Linked DNA regions of Anas platyrhynchos: region 1 is linked to region 2. A link is a contact called in public Hi-C data. All regions are on one chromosome and are shown on one strand. The core of a region is the stretch at or near the end of the contact, and the rest is flanking DNA. Distances in the headings are between cores, read along the strand shown. Region 1 overlaps DYRK1A (dual specificity tyrosine phosphorylation regulated kinase 1A). Region 2 holds the start of DYRK1A (dual specificity tyrosine phosphorylation regulated kinase 1A).

What was found. Hi-C and Micro-C count contacts between places; a contact is called where the count stands out from the background.
Region 1: a Hi-C map of subcutaneous adipose tissue shows a contact between it and region 2, with 2.4 times the contacts expected there. The contact joins the enhancer-like site here to the promoter of DYRK1A in region 2. A contact is called at or near these places in 2 of 8 Hi-C or Micro-C datasets (liver and subcutaneous adipose tissue).

The regions. Positions count from the first base shown.
Region 1 is chr1:112,650,712-112,655,428 of IASCAAS_PekinDuck_T2T, reverse strand. All of the region lies in intron 3 of DYRK1A (dual specificity tyrosine phosphorylation regulated kinase 1A), which reads right to left. Among named protein-coding and RNA genes, the nearest start is that of DYRK1A, 67 kb to the right of the region's middle. Within about 2 kb of position 1,873, at least 1 of the 8 cell types and tissues checked has an H3K27ac peak or open chromatin away from gene starts, as enhancers often do. A contact at or near this core is called in subcutaneous adipose tissue, where this site is marked.
Region 2 is chr1:112,584,721-112,589,607 of IASCAAS_PekinDuck_T2T, reverse strand. It overlaps DYRK1A (dual specificity tyrosine phosphorylation regulated kinase 1A), which reads right to left and starts at 3,479. Exons shown (of 12, transcript XM_027449121.3): 1 at 2,919-3,479.

The sequences.
Region 1 (4,717 bases), core at 624-3,123, 67 kb before region 2:
CCACTGTCTGTGATATTTGAAAAGCCGTGGCTGTCCGCTGAAGTTTCTGCTGACTGGAAAAGGGGGAAGATAACTCTCATTTTTAAAAACAGAAAAGCAAAAGATGACCAAGGGAAATACAGGACGGTCGATCTCACCTCTGTGCCTGTCAAGATCATGGAGCAGATCCTCCTGGAAAATATGCAAAGGCGTATGCAAAATAAAGGTGACTGGAGACAGCCAACAAGGCTTCACTAACGGCAGATCGTGACACTGTCCCACATGAGATTCTTGTCTCTAAATTGGAGAGACATGGATTTGACAAATGGACCACTCAGTGAGTAAGGAATTGGCTGGATGGTTGCACTCCAAGAGTTGTGGTCAACGGCTCCATGTCCAGGTGAAGACCAGTGACGAGTGGTGTTCCTCAGGGGCCAATATTGGGACACAATATGCTTTTTAACATCTTTGCTGGTGTCATGGACACTGGGATCGAGTGTACCCTCATCAAGTTTGCCCACGACACCAAGCTGAGTGGTGTGGTCAACATGCTGGAGGGAAGGGATGCCATCCAGAGGGACCTGGGCAGGCTGAGAGGTGGGGCTGTGTGAACCTCATGAGGTTCAACAAGGCCAAGTGCAAGGCCCTGCATCTGGGCTGGGGCACTCCCAAACATGAACACAGCTGAGCAGAAAACAGATTATAGAGCAGTCCTGAGGAGAAGGTCCTGGGGGTGCTGGTTGACAGGAAGCTCAACATGAGCCAGGCAATGTGGCTTTCTCCGGGGCTGCAAGCACAACCTGGGCTGTGTCAGTGTGGCCAGCAGGGTGAGGGAGGTGATTCTCCCCTTCTGCTCTGCTCTCATAAGACCCCACCTGGAGCTCTGCGTTCAGCTCTGAGGTCCCCAGCACAAGAAGGACATGGGCCTGTTAGAATGAGTCCAGAGGAGGCCCACAAGGAGGCTCAGAGGACTGGAGCACCTCTCCTATCAAGACAGGCTGAGAGGGTTGGGGTTGGTCAGCCTGGAGAAGAGAAGACTCCAGGGAAACCTTAGAGCAGCCTTCCAGGACTGAAAGACGGCCTATAAGAAACCTGGAGAAGGAATCTTTATCATCAGGGAGTACAGCGACAGACAAGGCCTAATAGATTTAAACTAGAAAAGGGCAGGTTTAAAGTAGATTTAAGGAAGGAATTCTTTACTGTGAGCTGTGGATGCCCCATCCCTGGAAGTGTTCAAGGCCAGGCTGGATGGGGCTTTGGGCAACCTGGTCTGGTGGGAGGTGTGGAGGTGTCCCTGCCCATGGCAGGGGGGTGGAATTAGATGGTCTTTAACATCCCTTCCAACCCAAACTATTCTACAGTTTTTTAATCTTTGCTATTTATCAAAATGACATTGCTTCCAGCAAGTGTTGCTGTTCTAAATGCCAGAAGCTAACAGCAACTTTAAGCAACTGACAAACATTACCCTTATTACCTGGCAGCAGCCTGAAGAAACTTATTTTCTAAGAGAAAATACTATATGCTATTAAATATTTATTATCTATTTTAATATCTATTCGTTCTATAAATTTTCAGGATCTCAAAAAGTGAGACTTCTTCCTGGGTTGTATTTTCAAGCAAGTCAGGTTTATCAGGACTGGAAGGAAATACCCTGCTTACAAAATGCAGCAATCAACCTTTTTGACGCCTGCATTCCCGACTCCTTCACTTCAAGACCCTCTCAAAGATACGCTGGGCTGGCTCCTCAAATTATTTAACAGACTTTTTACTCGGTGAGATCTGAGTTTATTCGAACCATGGAGTATTTGGGAGAGGGGAGGGCAGGCTTCCCTCGCAGGAGACACCTGCACCACCCAAGGCTGGCAGTGCAGTGCTCGGCTCTGGCCAGCAGATGGTGGCCGGAGCTCGGGAAAGGATTTTGCCGGGCAGCCGGAGACCCCTGCTTCCCTTCCCTTCCCGGTGTGTCCAGCAAAAGGGCTGGCAGCTTGATGTCTCGGCAGCGGGCATTTACACCCAAACCGGCTACATTTAGGGTGCTGCAGCTGGTGGCACCGAAGCGGAGCCAGTCGCCTAGGCTGCTGGTCAGGGAATGGGGAAACTGAAGCTGAGCCCTAACTTCTTCTCTAATGGGGTGCAAGACATCGCATTAAAAGGATCTACACTTTAAGAATTATCCTTCCCAGATCTGCTGAAAGTTGCCTTTTCCTTTCTGCTGTTTTTTACAGCAATTAAACAAACCTGTTAAACCCTCTGCAACAGAAATTCAGCGCACTCCCTATTTAACACGGTCATTTTTGTTCTTTTATTTGTGCACATGTAAGTCAAATTCTTTAAATCACATTTGCTGCCCAAATCAAAAACATGATCTCCTTTAACCATATGTACTTGAAAACTGACATATACCACCTTATGGTCTGAATTTTGGGGTAGACCTGTGTGAGGCCAGGAGCAGGACTCGATCCTTATGGGTCCCCCCTTCCAGCTCGGGATATTCTATGATTACGAGAGTAGAGTTTGCCATCACTAAAAGGCCAGTCTGGTGTTCCAGGCTTTAATAACAGACGAGCACTTGACAACAGAAAGAACTAATGGCTGATGGTGGGATTCCAACAGAGGAACAAAGAAACTACACTGAGATGGTTCAAAAAATGATCTCTGCAAGAGTTGTTCATAAGTGACATATGCAGGACAGAGAAAAGCAAGTTGCAGACCATTCAAGGCAATACCACGAATAAAAAGGCTTTCTGTAGAAGAGTCATCAAGAAAGAATGTGTAAGATGTATGTATTGTTTAGCCATGAAAACCTAGATGGTATGTAGATTTCATCCTGAGTTAAAGACCACATGATAGCGTTGTCCACAGCAGTGGATAAATATAAGTACAAAACCTTCAACAATGGAGGTTCCCAGCTTTTATAAGAAGATACAAGAATAAGAGTTAGGTTTTAATCAAGATGAACTAGAACTGACAGCTAGACATCTAACAAAAGAGCTATGAAAAAGAACGAAGGAGAATTTTGCTTGCAGAGAGACAAGGTGTAGAGCTGATTATTTGAGTCACTAGAATAAAGATGTTAGCTGAATTTGGATTTGCAGATGAGATTAACCAGAAATACATGCAAAGGCAAAGAGATATGGAGACACCCCCCCAAAAAAAAAGGCCCATAGAGAACCTCCATAACTCTCTATGTGACATACTGGTAGGAGAATCACAAGAATTAAAAAAAAAAAAAAAAATAGACTTGTGAAAAACGAGAAGGCAGAAGACTTCAAGAAGTTGCCCATAATCAAAGTCCATGGAACTAAAAGCTACTTGCAAAGGATTAAAGGAGCTCAATTCATAGCTGCTTAGGCAGAGGACTATGAGGACTTCAATGCAGTTATAGTAAAATAGTATGACAGAAGCTGCAGTACAGGAAAAAAAAAACAGGATGGAACTGGAAAAAAAAAAATCTAACATACTATTTATGTTGCAAAGACAGCTTGATTGTCCTTACCTGAAGGTGACCAACTGATCATTTTTACCAGAACCAATCACCACCTTTTCCCTAGTATTTACATCCACCTCTTGGTGGGCTGCATTTTTTTGGCTAACTACAATTCTTGGCTACTCTCTGAAAGCTATTCTTAAGCCTCCTATTATTCAACTACCATTTAAAGCCGTTGCAATCAAAAATGACAAAGGGTGCTGATACATCTTAAAGTTCAATGATTTTGCTTTTCGGTTCCAAAATAACTAAGCACTAACGTACACTACAGCTCACAGATGTGATGCCAGATTATAACACTCGGGTGAGTACCCTGGAAAGGTTTAAGGAACACAGAAACTTTTTGTATTTGGCAGACTGATTCACTAACTTCACTGTGAAGGTTTCAGGGGACCTTTAGGCTAATGAAAGTCTCATTAAAAATCTTTGCAGATTTCTCAAGCTCAATACTGTTATATATGACCAAATTTATTCCTCCTACTGTGTGGCTCATATGAAAGTAAAAACATCCTTTGCCAGCTCCATTCACTTTTCCATTCTTCACACAGCCCTAGTCTTTATGGCTCTCCAAATCTTAGTATCAAATATCCTGGCGCGTAGTTTGAATATTCCATTCCCTCTAATCTTTTTCTGCACAAGTTCCATTCTACAGAGCAATACCAACAGAGTATCTCTTGGTAGTACTGCAGATTTTTCTACCAAAGCCACCTTGGACAGAGGAACAGACAAATCTGGCAGCAGCAAAAGACTTCATTCTCCATCCTTTTTAAATGGAACATGCCTCATTACCCTGCATCAACTTCTGAAGCTACGACTTACAGACTTCTGGATTTTAAGCTTTGAAACCCATCTTGTGGTGTTGAAGTCTACACCACTGGGCTGTGCCCCTTTAAAGAAAGCAAGATTTGTCTTTTACATAGGGAGATGCTCACTTCTGTGACTACTGCTATTAGTTAAGAAGCTACTTCATCAGTTCTAGCAACCCAAAAAAGCAGAAAGGAAAAAACACTGATCTTGACAGCTCAAAAGCACCTGTAATCATTCTTCCTAACTATGCTCACTTTATCTCTTTGTGATAAAAAGTAGTAAAGTAGTAGTAGTAAAATCCCAGTGCTATCATAGCTGTGTATGTTCCTTTTGTTTTATAAAAAGTTTATCTTTCCTAGTATAAAGTGTGTTTTGTGCAACCCTCTCTATTTCAAACATACTAACCATTGACTGCATCAAAACACTCAGCATTAAATCAAGTAA
Region 2 (4,887 bases), core at 2,230-4,729:
TCCTCTTGAAGGATCCACAGAGGTGAGAGAGTATTCCTCTCTGCAAAGCCTTGTTGACTTTTTCCCCCAGTCTTAAGTTTACAAGAAAAACATTTGCTCAGAAAGGCTTTTGTATTATTTCAGTCTTAGAGCAAAAAAGAAGTCTGACTAATCAGACTTGAGTCTGATTAGCAGAAAAGTTATTACACATTTAAAAAAAAAAAGTTCCTTAAACTCTTACTGAAAAAGGAAAAGAGATGGAATTGTAAAGTAACTTAACAAATAATCTATTGTATTCAGTTATGAAGACAAAAGTAGCAGTTCTCTGTAAATAATCCTATTCTACAACAACAGGATCTATTTACAAAAGCATTTCAGAAGTTATACAAGTCTCCCATGCTCCCATAAAACAAAGATACCAGGAAAGATCTTGACTTCACTTTGGGAAGTAGTTGTCCAAATGGCATCAAAAATTGCTACAGGAAGACTAAATATACACCAGTCTTCAATTCCTTCTCAAAAACATGAGTTGTAACAGCAACTTTCAACCCATAGTCCTGTAGCCAGGGTTAAAACCACCTGAAATAAAGAGGTCTTAAGAGGAACACTGAAGAGAGGATTTAATTATAGCAAGAAAATTGCTTCTTTGGAAAGAGTCACTACCCTTTTTCAGTTCAGGTAAAACCATCAAATAGCATCACAGCAAATAAAGGTACAGTTTTCCATGAGTTGTATTAACTGGTCTTCTTGCACACTACCGCACGAGCAGGTGGTACAGCTTCACACACGTTAGCATAACCTAATGGGAAGGGACTTTTTCATGTTATATTTTAAGGTGTTGACTAACTCATTTGAGCTAAAATAACAAAAATCTCACGGTAAGGTCATTAAGGCAAAGCCTAACCAAACAGTTAGGCCAAACACGTTTCTTTACAAGGTCCTATTGGAATTAAGAGTTTTAAAATACAACATACATGTTAGGAAGGATGTCCTAGTTAAATGTTACTTTAAAAGCTTAGACGAGAGACAGTTTTTACTTGACTCCAGTCATGTTCTTCTACTTTGTGTAAACCATCTACCAGTGTTAGAAGTCATTTATGGCCATCACATGTTAATTCCTAACCCACACAAAACCCGCATACTTTAAAAATTGATAAATTCCTGATTACTACATCCTTATTTTACACAAGTGCGGGAATGCTACCCATAAATTGACACTGAGACAGAGAATGCTTGGCTGCTATTAGGTAAAATTATCCTTGGTGCTGCTTCTCTGTAACTGTCCAGCATGGGGGAGGGGATTCCAACGGCGCGTCCTAAACCCACCTGAGTATTGATTCGGGAACCGATCACGGAGCAGACTTTCTTACCCCTTTGCCTGGAGACAATATTAAACTACTGTAATGTATAAATATGCATGCAACCATTTCAGAGAAGGAATTGCCCTCTTTCTGTGATTTAAGAAGTCCGTGTGCCCTGTATTCAATTTTGAACAAGTTATTCAGTCCACTAAAAAAAAAAAAAAAAATCAAAATTTCAACTCAATAAGCCTCACAAACTTCGATACAATTTTGAATTCACAAAATAAATGTAAATTTATCACATGCGTTCTACTTCAGACTGCAAATAAAACGGCTCTGGCTCCAAATGCTTCATATAAGCCAAAAGCATTAAGCATAGCCTACAAGAATAGTCTATATAGATATACACATATAGAGTTCACTAAAAATATAGCGATAGTAGCTAGCAAATACTAGCTCAAATTCAGATTTTTTTTTCAGTGTTATTATTTTAATTCTATGAAGTATAATTAATTTTCCAAAAATATCCAACCTACAGAGGTTGGGAGGAGTACAGAAAAAGAGAAACGAGTTTTACCAAAACTTCTTTGGGCTACACTAATCCAAGTAGGTAAGTTGAGTTCTGCTCAGTTACTCGCAGATAACTAAGTACCACCACGAACAACGCGTTTGCTTATTTGTCACCAGGCATCATCGACGTATTCTTCAGCTTCACCAATCCAATTATAAGACAAGTTGTTAACTTGTCCTCAGACAGGTCCCTACAGCGCTACTGTGCCCATGTAGAAGTGACTCTGCGTATACCTACTGGCCAAAGTCACCACGCTCTCACCGGGATTAAAACAGTAGGTTGTCAAAACCACGCTTGTCGATTTATTTTGCAGCCAGATATTCCGCCTTTGTTAATTTTACAGAACAATGAATGCTTATTTCCCCCAATGACCGCGGAGCAATGGGAGAACTAAGTCACAGCAGCAACCCAGACACACCATCAAAGAACCCCTTAACACAGCCCTTGGACGGGCTCAACCGACAACTTCAAAGCCGTCTGCGCCTCCAAAAACGCAAAACCCCACAATTTCCAAATTCCACATGCCGGGGGGCTCCCAATCGTGCCTTCTGCTGCCGCGGCGGCGCCAGGGCAAGCCTGGGGTGGGCTCCCCTTAACCCTGGCAGCCCCCCCAGCCGCCTGCTCAGCCCGGGCTCCTCGCCCTCCCCGCACCCCCCCGGCGGGGTGACAGCCCCCGGGGGCCGGCTCGCAGCCCTCCCGCACCCGCTGCGGCCCCGGGGGGGGGAAGGGGGAGCCCCCCGCAGCCGGGGCCACAACAGGTGCCTGCCCAGCTGATGGCCCGGCTCCGCCGCCCGCCCCCCGCAGGGCGTTGCGCAGCGGGGCCGGGGGGATGGCGGCGAGCTCCTTCCCTCCCTTCCCTCCTTCCCTCCCTCCTTCCCTCCCTATCCCCGGCCGCGGCGGGGAGAGGCCGCGGGCCCTGCCGGCTCCGCCGCCTCCTCCTCGTCCTCCGCGCCTAAGATGGCAGCGGGGCTGCCCCCCGCCCCGCGCTGCGCCCCCCTCGGCCGGGCCGTGCCGAGCCGAGCCGAGCCGAGCCGGGAGGCGGCCCCAGCTGCCGGCTGCGGGCTTACCCGTGCGGGGGGCGGCGGGCCCCAAGCTCCGTGCGCGGCTCCTCCCGCTCGGTCGAGGCCTCTCTCCCCGCAGCGCCCGGTGCAGTGGTAGCAGCAGTGGCGGTGGCGGTGGTGGCGGCGCCTCCCTGTCGGTCCGCAGCCCGGCCGCCCCGCCGCGCTCGGGCCCTGCGCGGCTGGGGGCACACGGCAGGCAGCGTCCCGCGGCCGGGGCTGCCCGCTGCGAGCCTTCCTCCAGGCAGCAGCAGCAGGAGGAGGAGGAGAAGGAGAAGGAGGAGGAGGAGGAGGAGGAGGAAGGGGGGGCCCGGCCCGGCCCGGCCCGGCGGGCGGATCCGCGGCGCTGCCCGGCCGGGCTGGGTTTTCTATCGCTCACAAAATGGCGCGCGTTCCAAACCTGCGCAGCGCCCGGCGGCGGCGGCGGCGGCAGCGGCGGGGCCCGGCCTCGCCTCGGAGCGGAGCGGAGCGGAGCGGGGCAGAGCGGAGCGGCTCGGCGGCGGCAGCGGCGGCCTGAGCCCCGGCCAGGCAGCGCGGGGACAGCGGCGGGCGGGGGAGGAGGAGGAGGAGGAGGAGGAGGAGGAGGAGGAGGAGGAGGAGGGGTGGGGGGGAAGCGCAGCGCCGTACCGAGCCCCCGGGAACTCCTCGCTCCCTCCCTCCCTCCCCCGCCTGCCAGCCGCTACCTCCTCCCCCTCGCTGCCTGCCCGCTCCTCCTCCTCCTCCTCCTCCTCACGAACCGGCGCCGCAGCCCCAGCCCCAGCCCCAGCCCCGTGCCCACCCCGGGGGGCTCCGCTTCTCGCCTCACGGAGAGGGAGCGGGGAGAGAGGCGCGGCGGCGGCACGCGCACGATTTATTTCCCCATTTTTTATTATTATTATTATTTTTTGGCAAGGTGCGAAAGGAAAAGGGAAAACAAAATAATAATAATAATAATTAAAATATCACACAAGCGATTCAGGCGGGAAGGTGTTTTTTTTTTTTTATTTTTGAAAAAAGCTTTTTTTGAAAAAGGAAAAAAAAAAAAAGCTAACTGACAAAATGGCGGCGGGGGCGAGCCCGTTGCCGGGGCAACTGTCAATCACGCGGCGCACCCCGCCCGGGCGGGAGACGGCGCTGACGTGGGGAGGGAGGGAGGGAGGGGAAGGGGGAAGGGGCGGGGCGGGGCCCGCCGTTGCCATGGCGACCGCTGCCGCCCCGCCCCCCGGCGGTGACGCTGCCGGCCGGGATGGCCCCGGCGCGCCGGGGGGAGGGGCGGGGCGCGAGGCCGGTAACGGCTCTTGGGGGGGGGGGAGGAGGAGGCGGCGCCTTCCCCGTCCTGAAGGGGGCGCCGGGCGGGCAGGGTTCCCTCCCGGCCCCCGAAATCAAGGTTTTCCGCCCCAAAATGAGCCCCCGAAAGTTGCCTGGCGCGGCGTGCCGTGGGTGTGCTCCGTGAGGGGAGCCCGCGCAACCAGCCCGAACCGTCACCGGGGCTTCTTTACGCGCTGTCGGGTTTCGTTTCGTTTCATAAACGCCCGCCAAGGGTCAAAAAGTAGAGTACGGCCTTTATTTCGTGTTTTAATTCCATCCTGTGATATTATAATCGTTTTAGTTCACGGCCAGCCTCCTTGAGGAAAATAGGCCACATTACCAACACCTGTTCCATCAGCATTTTCTCCTCTTCTAGTATCTTTCAGCTTAAAAGGTAAAATTAAACGCCCAAAGGTGGGGACGCAGGTACAGCAACAACCAAAGTCCCTCAGAAACCTAATCACCGCTTTACAAACACAGTATCACAAGCAGTTCGACCAAGCTAGAAGTTTGTTGCTGCTGAAAATAGCAGTCCGCTGCCTCTCCACTTCCAGCCATTCAGTCCTCCTGCCTCTTTTTACATCAGAAACAAACTAATTGAAGCACCTAGCCACACAATAAGTAAAAAGTAAATAAATTTGTATGGCTAGGATAAACGCGGATAGCGAGGAGATCTGGAAGTGTGGCAGTG